2 separate regions of the Macaca mulatta genome follow, and region 2 is linked to region 1. A link is a contact called in public Hi-C data. All regions are on one chromosome and are shown on one strand. Each heading gives the region's core, a stretch centred on a gene start, on an enhancer-like site or on the middle of the called end of the contact. The rest is flanking DNA. Distances are from core to core; before and after follow the strand shown.

Region 1 (5,156 bases), core at 1,263-3,762:
CTATAACTTAACATTTAAAATTTTACTCTAAAACAGTAATAAAAAATGTATTGGGTTCAGTGGTTCAAAAGCATTTGCGGAGCTGTAGTAAAAGCATAAGTGAAACATAATTGGGAACCTAAATTATTTAATGCATTCCAGAGCTCAGGGCATCTGCACATGTTCAACAGTTGCTCTTGTTTTGGCCTGGTTCATTTGGTTTCTGACTATATGAGTTCTTATCAGGATGACTTTTTAGATTAAACGTTTAAATAGCTTAAGTCAGTGAAGCATTGCCTAAACACAAATAAAAGCAGGGCATTAGAGAATCCAAGTGATCTTCGTTATCACTGGGTTAAGAGATTCAGCTTAAAGTCCTTGGATGGAAGGCCTGGTTTAGGGAAGGTAATCAGAAACTTCCTCCAGGCAATAATATATTTAGGTTACTTGGTCCCCTTTCTTTGCTTTATGTAGGATCCTGGAGGATAGTGCCATGGTATTTTGGATTATCATTTACTCCCCAAATGAGAGGTTTATTTCTGAGCCTTGAATATCAATTCATTAATTTGTAATTACATCATGGATAAATCTAGTATCTGACTGTTGTCTGAACGTTGTACTGAGTTCCATCTGTTTCTGCTTTACTTTCTTATCCTAGTGGTAGAGAAAGGTAGAAAAATCTGGTCTGGGCAAAAGGTAAAACGCTGGAAAATTTATCAAAAGTGGATGGTTGCCACAGGCTAAAACATCATTTTAGATAACTTTCTTTTAGTTTTTAAATTATTATCAAGGTAATTTTTCAATTTACCAGCAGTCACTCACCTACTGTTGAAGGGCAGGTAATGAATTATATTGAATGACAAATTCTGATTTAACTTCTATTGGGATCAAAGGAATCTGGTAAAAACATTTTGTAGGAAAGTCATTTCCAAGACTATAAACTTCACATGAAAATTTAAATATCAACAGAAATAAAATCTGATGCAGTTATTAGTCTTCCTAGAATGAATGATCCAGATGACTATTTTTTTTTTAACATTTTCCATTCCCAACTACTACACAGAAAAAGCTGTAACAATTGCACACACACAAAATCTCTGCTACAGTTTTTTGTCTTGGAATGAAGTGTGCTTACTAGGAGATGTATAGAATAAAGTGACAAGAGATGACCTTTTAATTGCATCACATTTCTCAGATTCATTAGAAATAACATATTGGAATAGTGTAGAACTAGAAGAAGAATAAATGATTGCTGTCAAGTTTTGGGTCACTGACCCAAATTGAAAATATTTTGCCTCTAAGTGTGATCATTTATGTATCTGAATCAAAGAAGGTAAATGGGGTCCATAATGTACCCAGGGTTATTTAGATTACAAGTTTTATGTAAAGATAGAAGACCTTTATATAAAAATTTGACTGTTTGATAATTTATTTAAAAAAATAAACCAATGACTTTTATGATTTGGATGTTTTGAGAATTAATCAGAACTCAAATCAAAATGCTAGGAATGAAACTTGTCATGTTTTCTACCTACCAGAGAGGACTTGCAGTTGGCTGAACATGTAATAACTGGTGTCTCAACTGGATTAACACTCCCCACCTCACCCATAAATATGTTTTGTGACATTAAAAATTACTCAGCTTTCCCTTCGTGATAGATAATCCAAAATCAAACTAATCGCATCATAAACATAGGAAGTCAATGGTGAGCGAGTGTGCACTCCTCCTTATAAAACAACTAACTGGGAGGAATACCTAGATTTGGCTCTTAATTAGGTAAGAGCAAAACCAGAAAATCCTCCAGTCAAAGAGAATCAAAAGTGTAGAATTATGGGATGATAACACTGGAAGTGTGGTGATTAACGAGGTTCATCTGTATCACCTTTACCATGAAAGTTGAGATCTAGAGAGGTTAAGTAATATGTAAAGGATTATAGTCAACATAATCTAATTTATCAAACATAATATTTGTGAGCCTGGTAAAATGCTAGCACTAAGGAAAAAGAGGGAGAAAACACTGTCCCCACCTATGAGGTTTTCACAGTCCCATGCAGAAATAGTTGTATAGACATATAATTATAGTGCAGTCTCTCCAGACAACATGGGATTAGGATGTGTATCTCTTGACTTCTCAGTGCCATGTACACCAACCCAGCTGTCTTTAACACCCTGAAACTTGGCCCTAAGTGAGTCAGATCTGTTTGAAGCAGACAGGCAGACTGCAGTGAGAAAAAAAACTTAACATCACTTCAAGCACATTGCAGGGATCAAGAATGGCTGGAGCCCTGCTGGTTAAAATAAAATCTCGACTATTAATATAATACAGTGATCACCTACACTTAGGAAACCTCGACCCTCTCCTAGGGGGCCCCTCAGCAAATTCTTTCTAGTTTAGAATCCCAGGAAATTCTTCCAGCTAATACTGGCAAAATGTAGCCACAGCCATGTGGCGAAGCTCAGCAGCATAATTTCCATCAGCAATCCTCTACCAAAAGCAGCCAGGAGGGAAGGGATGCAGCCAATTGGAGCATTGGTGCAGACTGAGAAACTGCATTTGGCACTTGCTTCACACACACTGTGGGGAACATCACAGAGAAAGTGTGGCTCAATGAATAAAGTGCGGAGCTTAGAGAACAGCTTGGTTTTTGTCTCAACACAGACTCAATCATGCCGCACAATACTGGGTCACTCACTTTAATCTTGTACATTGCAGTGTCTCTGTCACTACATAAAGGAAAACAATAAACTCTAATTTTATCATATTTCACCTTCTCTAAACATGATGGGCACAGAATAAAGAGTTTCTCAATGTAGCCCCAGAAGAGAGTCACAATAGGACAGCATGCTGTCCAAGAGATCTGAAGGGGACATTTCTGACCCATCATGGGTGGGGACATATGTTTTGACTTATTTTTTCTAGCAGTAAGGATAGATTTGTATTTAGAATGCGACTCTCAGACACAGTCTTCCTGGGAAACCCATGGAGTTAATGGTAGTGCTTATAATTGAAAACAAGAATTAAAAAAAAAAAGAAAACAATAGACCATTAAAGTCAAGGCCCTGGACTGCTCTACACTATGATCTCATCCAAAAGATTCCACCAACATGCTCCTTGAGCCTAGCACTGTGGCAAGTCTCACTGTTAGCCATGTTAGAGTGTAGCATGGGATACCACCTCCCACTTCTCTTTTTCTTCACATATCACATAATATGTGATGGGCAACATGTAAATAGAATGCAATATATTCACATATATTTATCAATTGTCTTAATCCATTTGGGTTATAACAAGATACCATAGACTGAGTGGCTTATAAACAACAAAAAATTATTTCCTACAGTTTGGAAGCTGGAAAGTCCAAGTTCAAAGTGGTGGCAGATTGAATGTCTGGTGAGGGCCCATTTTCCAGTTCATAGACAGTCATGTATTCATTGTGATATCACATGGCTGGAGAAGTGAGGGAGGTCTCTGAGGTCTCTGTCATAAGGGCATGAATCCTATTCATGAAGACTGTGCCCACAGTGACCTAATCACATCTCAAAAGTCCCATCTCCTAACACCATCGCTTTGGGGGTTAGGATTTCAACATATGAATTTTGGTGGAATATAAACATTTAGACCATAGCATCAATATACTATATATATATGAAAGAGGGCAGGGCAGGCAGGGGGGGATGTCTGCTGAGCATTTGAAAATTGATTAGTTATCCAAGGGATCTCAGGAATACAGTCTAACTATACTGGCATCCAAAGAACTAAGCACATTATAGTAACCTCTTGAAGAAATTTGTGTTTTGTTTGTTTGTTTTTAATGGATTAACTATTTTAAAAATTTTCCTCCAAGGTAGAATGTAGAAAATTTTATTACACTCTTATTGGAGAAAAATTTTATGGCTTTTATTTGTAATAGAAGTGCCTATGTCCTTTAAAATATCATTACTTATTTAATCTGCATATAAAAAGTAGATTTTATAGGCCATTTTCAACACCACATTAAATAAAAATGGGCATTTTTCTATCTTGAAGGTTTTCAATAATAGGCAAAGTAAAACAATATCAACATCATTCCTTCCATGGCTCAGAGAAGACATTGAATTAAACTGCAGAAGCTATTTGTCCATTTGTCCAAGGTCACAAGAGCCAGCCACAAAAGGACTTAATCTCTTTTTGTTTCAAAGATTACACTTAGGGACTACCATTTTCAATGATGGTAAGAAACTCTACAGCTCGATTATTAATTCATCAAAGCATTAAATAAGAAAGGTTTCACCTTCTCTTAGGACTGCCTGACTCTCAATGTTCACCTATGACTAGTAGGCTTAACAAGCCCCTTGTGTCTCATTTCAACCAAGCAGAACTGTGTTTTTCATCAACAACAACTGTGCTTGAATGAACTTTAATTTACTGTTCCTGGGTCTATATTGTTCCCCTCTCCTCTCTTAAAAAAAAAAAAATATATATATATATATATATATATATATATAGAGAGAGAGAGAGAGAGAGAGAGAGAGAGAGGCAGCATGACTGTTTAAAGGTGAAGGTGATTAACGGGTTAATGTAAAAAGGTGCAGATTCAACCATCCAATTTGGTACATTCACATTTGGAAACACTTCAGTTCCACAATTCAGCATGGGCAAATTTATTTTTGTAATGCATAGAGGATTTAAAGCTGGGTGGTTTATACTTATAGCAGCAGTAGATAAACAATCAAAGCAGTTGAGTGAAGCAGGTGGAAGAGAGAGGTCCTTAATTTTGAAGCAACATGAAGCATTTTCAAGTTATTGCAGGAACTATCATGCCTGGAGTGCAAGCTTGGGGTCTCCTGCAACTCAGTTTCCAAATTTAACCGTACAGGGAAGAGGGGGTATGTTAAGGCCTTAATTGTGTGTCTCCCCACCAAAATCCATATACTGAAGTCCTAACCCCCAGTACCTAGGATATAAGATCTTTAAAGTCGTGATTAAGTTAAAGCAAAGCCTTTAACTTTTTGAGGTGAGCCTTAATCCAATCTGTCCAGTGTCTTTAGAAGAAGAGGAAATTTGGATACACAGATATGAACACACACAAAGGCCATGTGAGGAAGGTAGCCATCCATAAGCCAAAGAGAGGCTTCAGAAGAAACTAAACCTGCTGATACCTTGATGTTGGATGTCAGCCTCCAGAACTACAAGACA
Region 2 (5,156 bases), core at 1,145-3,644, 1.0 Mb after region 1:
AGACGGAGTTTCACGGTGTCAACCAGGATGATCTCCATCTCCCATTTCCTGACCTCATGATCCACCCGCCTCGGCCTCCCAAAGTGTTGGGATTACGGGCGTGAGCCACCGCGCCTGGGGGAACTCAAACTCTTTAACCTGAAGCTGCCTGACATGTGGCTCTCACCTAAGCTTGCAGCAGCCTTGCTGCTCTCTATTTCTCTGTTTCTGCTCTCCTACTCTGTGTTCCCCATTTAGTCTCTTCTTGCAGACTTCTTTATTTTGTATTTGCCGTTTCTCGGTGCAAAAATCTCTTCCTCTCCGTTTATCTTTATACGAATACATCCTACCACTGAACCCCCAGCTGAAATAATTTTTGTCTTGCTCTATACTTTTCTGTACCCGCCGTAGAGTCTTTGTCTTTTTCTCTGATATTATCGTGATATTCACATTTATTGTCTTTTCTCCTACCATAAAGTCTCCAGAGAAGACAATCCTGCCTGATATATGTTAGTTTCCCACAAAACATTCTGCACAATGAAAATACTCCGTAAATATGTGTTGAATGAATGGACACAGAGTGGGGAACATCACACACAGGGGCCTGTGGGGGATGGGGGTCTGGGGGAGGGATAGCATTAGGAGAAATACCTAATGTAAATGACAAGTCGATGGGTGCAGCAAACCAACATGGCACATGTATACCTATGTAACAAACCTGCACATTGTGCACATGTACCCTAGAACTTAAAGTATAATTAAAAAAAAAATGTGTTGAATGAATGAGGTCACTCTCAGTATTTAATAAAAATAAAAATAAATATTGCCTTAAAGATTAATTATTCTGCTGGGCTTCAGGGACACCATCCTTCTATACATTAAGGAATTGTCATCTTACTGCGATTTTGTCTTTTCATGATATAGAATTTTTAAAGGAACCATCTATTACTGAGGGTGCCAATTAATTGAGCTCCAACTATCTGAGGTTTACCAGGTGTACATCGATGCTCTGTTACAGAATCCCTTCCCACTTCCCTGGTCACGCCCTCTCCTACCCTGCCTGATGCCTAATCCTGTCAAAGCCTGACCTAGGTCTATCCTTCCCTGAACACTTCCCCAATCTTCCAAGACACAGGGATAGGTTTTCCTATGAACTCTCAGAGCAAATTTGTTGGCACGATGTACTTAGCAAAAACTACCTTTTGTGTTACTGGAGTGACCAAATTTCTTATCTTCTCTAGTAGACTGGATTTTATCTTGAGGAAAGGGATGATATTGTACATCTGTTATCTTAAACTCTAATAACTGGATCATATCCATTAATATTACTACAAGGCTTCCAAGCTCCTCAGTCAGCTCAGCCCTACAAGTAGCTTCCTCAGAGACAGCCACCATGTAAAACCCAGCCACAGCATCTCAGACACATACCAGTTCTGATATCCTCCTTTAAAGACAAGCCTGCCATCAGTTGTTTTCCTCTGAGCTTTGATCTCTCAGCCTCAGTGTGGATGAGCATTTTTTGAGGCTGCCGATCCAAGCTTTGTCCACCATATAATGGACATGAATACTGAACTGGTGTTGCTGTACTGGGTTCCAGTAAACAAAGGGTATCAGCTGGTCACACCATTCTGACCACGATGAGGACCAGGAAAAAACAAAATGGCAGAATTTATCCCTAAAGCAAGTATGTATATGTGAGTGTGTTTCTGTATGTGTGATAAAAAAAAAAAATGATCCCCCCACACTCCCGCCCAACAGGTTATAATGCCTGTCCCTGTATAGTGTTGCTTGCCAAGGTCCCAGAGGGAAAGAACAAGTTGTAATTGTACAAAATTCACTAGAACCCCAAACATGACAGTACATGAAATCTGCACATGAATTAGAACGTATAAGTCATGTGTGTTCTCCGGCCGTGGTAGCAGGGCGAATTTTTCCATCAATGAAAATAAAAATAAAGCTAAACTATGAGCGCCACCTGGTGGAGAAATTTCTCAGTGCGCTACCCTCCTCCACCGAGAGGCCAGGTGGAAATGCCAAGGGCGGGGTGCGCCCCTGGATGTGATCATCTGCTGTTGCTCATACCCCATCTCACCCAGGACATTAGGCCACTTCCTTGGCGTACAGGGAATTGGGGGTAGTTGCCTGAGTCCTCGCCCTCTGATATGAGCAGCAGCTGACACAAGACAGCGACACAGGGACAGCTGGTGTGATGCTGCTGGCTGGTACAACAAAAACAAAAGCCCCGATGCAAATTCATGAGTGTATGTATCACTCACACATTCATCCACAGGACCCCGACGCACATTCATGAGTGTGTGTGTCACTCACACACTCATCCACAGGACCCCGACGCACATTCATGCGTGTGTCACTCACACACTCATCCACAGGACCCCGACACACATTCATGAGTGTGTGTATCACCCACACACTCATCCATAGGACCCCGACGCACATTCATGAGTGTGTGTGTCACTCACACATACATAGGACCCCGAGGGACCCTTCTCCCTTTCCCATGTCCTGCCAAGGGAGAGGCTCTGTACTCTCCCTTTCTTAACTTTATTGTCTTTTCAGGACTTCCCTTTGCCCTTGAAGGACATTGTGACCTATGTAAATTCTGGGGTGGGACTGGCTGTAAATCCTATGGCAGGGAGTAGCCAGTAAGATCTGTCCTGTTACTGGCAACAGTCTAAGGATCTCCCTGGCGAGTTGTGTCACTCACCCGTTTTGCTTTCTATCCCAGCCAGTGACACGGACTTAAATTTGTCATGCAAGTTTGAATTGCTATTCAAGACTGCAAGAGAGGCTGGAACTGGACTCCTGGGTTCAATCTTCAAAGCGTTTCTGTCTAGCAGCTGCCATTTTGGACAAGCTCCTCGGTGAGGGAATCAATGAGACAGCATTTATCTTCCTGACAGAACGGCCCCCTAAGAGGCTGTTTGTTTTTGTGCTGGCACTGAGGAAGATACAGCTTAGATCCAGGCCCTGCCTCAGTGACTTCGCAAAGGGACAGGTTCTCCTCACCACAGTGACCACACTGAAGCCACTGACAGGGCAGGAGCCTTGGGGTTGCAGGTCCGGCAGCGGGACAGAGGTTCTCAGCAGAGGCCACACTTGAGAGAGCTGCATGCTGTTCAGGCGGGAGCCTTGTCTTTGTGAGCTGGAGCTGTTGGCTGCCTGCCATTTGTACAGCCTGAAGGAGTGTGTGTCTGTGGGAAGTGCATCCGCAGAGTCAGGCAGACCTGGATTGCATCTTGGAGCAGATGCTACCATCCCTGTAACCTTTCTTAACTCACTTCACCTCCCTGGGTCTCCTAGTTACCATCTATACAATGGGGATAATATGGCTTTCCTCATGGGGTTATTATAAGATCTAATGAATACAACAGTGCCTCACACAAGCAGGACTCAGTATTCATTCCCTACAGTTTTATCTTTGGAAAATAAGAAAACAACTATTTATGTTTGTGTATGTATGTGTTTATGATTTTTTTGCATATAGTTAATAACAATGAAAATGTACTTCTTTGGACACCAGAACTTTTTAAAACTAAAGCACATTGCTTCATTTTAGATTATCTAAAGAAATTAGCACTTAGAGGCCATGTTTTCACAATTTTTTCTTTTAGAACTTTAAAGATACAATATGATCCCTGTGCAACTGGGGTATTTTACATACTAGGAAATCTTTTTGCAACCAATCTTATTTGTTTTTCAGATAATACTCCGTAAGTAAATAAGTTTTTGCCCTTGGTAATTTTTTATTTCCTGCAAGGCGGAATTCTTTTTTCTTAGTAACAGAAACATTTATTAAACACTTAGATGTGGTAGACAGTGTTCTGCTTTTTTGTGTTTTCTAAATTTATTTTAGAAACAAAATTTACTGCTCTTGGTATACAGTTTTATGAATGTTGAAAAATGCATAGTGTCACAGACCCAGCATCACCATTGATAGAGAATATTTCTATCACCTTCCACAAAAAAAAAAATTCAGTCTTGCTGTTCCTTTGTAGTCAACTCCTCCCTCACTGTCAGCCTCTGGCAACCACTGGTGCATTCCCCACTGCTCCAGTTTGCCTTTTCCATCGTGTCATTTCAGTGGAATCATACTCTTTGTATTTTGGGGCTGCCTCTTCTTTCACTTAACATAATGCATTTGAGATTCACCCATGCGGTTGAATGTATCAGTGGTTCACCCCTCTTCATTGTAGATGTCAGAACCATAGTAAGAACCATGTTCCTCCATTCCCCTGTGCCTTTTTCCTAGCTTGGTGCAGAGGCAAAAGCAAACTAACAGAATCCTTAAGAGGCTTATGTACAGGTGGACCATACTGAGGCTCTTTAGGAGATCAAAACAAATGAAACAGTCCTTGGCCTCAGGAAAGTGATCATCCCACTGGCTGGCAGGTATACAGCCAGCTGTATCACATCGGGAAGAGAAACCAGGCGGCCTCCTACCAGTGAGGAGATGAGCACAAGGGTCAAAATAGAACACTGGCGTTTGGAGACAAAGGAAGATCACTAGATGTCAAGGGAGTCTTCATGGAGAAAGAGTTGAGGTGAGCTTGAAAGTAGAGGAAGCTTTGGGCAGGTGGGCAGGACTCCAGGGAGAACAGTGTGTGCCGAGATTGGAGAACAGGGCAGGGAATTCCCGCTTGAGGCAGATAGGATCCGGATGCAAGGAAAGAAAGGCAGTCAGTGTGGCTGGAGCACCAGGAGTGAGGGGAGATTGGCAGGAAATAAGGAGGAACCCAGAGACCAGATGAAAGGGCCATGAGGCCCCTGCATGGACTTTAGATTTACTTTGAGGCTGAGGGAGCTGCCAGAGGCGTCCGAGCAGGGGAGGAGCACATCTAATGTATTAATAAGATCACTCTGGCCATGCCTCTGCACATTATGAAGGAGCCAGAGGCAGACTTGGGACCAAACAGGAGGCTTTTACTTGATCCAAGTGATAGATGATAATGCCAGAAAGTGGAGGTAAAGGTGGTCACAGGTGATCAGAATCTGGATAGATTTTGCAGGTAGAACCAAGATGATTTTCTAAAATAGGCAACTGGAAGTCCAGAATTGCATTGAGATAAGAAGATTCAAGTGGGAAGACTGGAGAGGAAATCCGAGTCCAAACAGGAGGTGCTGAAGAATTGAGATCTGATCCTTACACTGAGGGAAAA

What was found. A called contact is a pair of places that touch in the nucleus more often than the background predicts.
Region 2: a contact with region 1 is called in a Hi-C map of fetal cortical plate, with 2.1 times the contacts expected there. The contact joins two enhancer-like sites. A contact is called at or near these places in 2 of 14 Hi-C or Micro-C datasets (fetal cortical plate and liver).

What each region holds. Positions count from the first base shown.
Region 1 is chr18:39,605,194-39,610,349 of T2T-MMU8v2.0, forward strand. The region is part of intron 1 of DCC (DCC netrin 1 receptor); the gene reads right to left. Among named protein-coding and RNA genes, the nearest start is that of DCC, 320 kb to the right of the region's middle. Within about 2 kb of position 2,513, at least 5 of the 40 cell types and tissues checked have an H3K27ac peak or open chromatin away from gene starts, as enhancers often do. A contact at or near this core is called in fetal cortical plate, where this site is marked.
Region 2 is chr18:40,615,522-40,620,677 of T2T-MMU8v2.0, forward strand. No RefSeq gene overlaps it. Among named protein-coding and RNA genes, the nearest start is that of MEX3C, 490 kb to the right of the region's middle. Within about 2 kb of position 2,395, at least 8 of the 40 cell types and tissues checked have an H3K27ac peak or open chromatin away from gene starts, as enhancers often do. A contact at or near this core is called in fetal cortical plate, where this site is marked.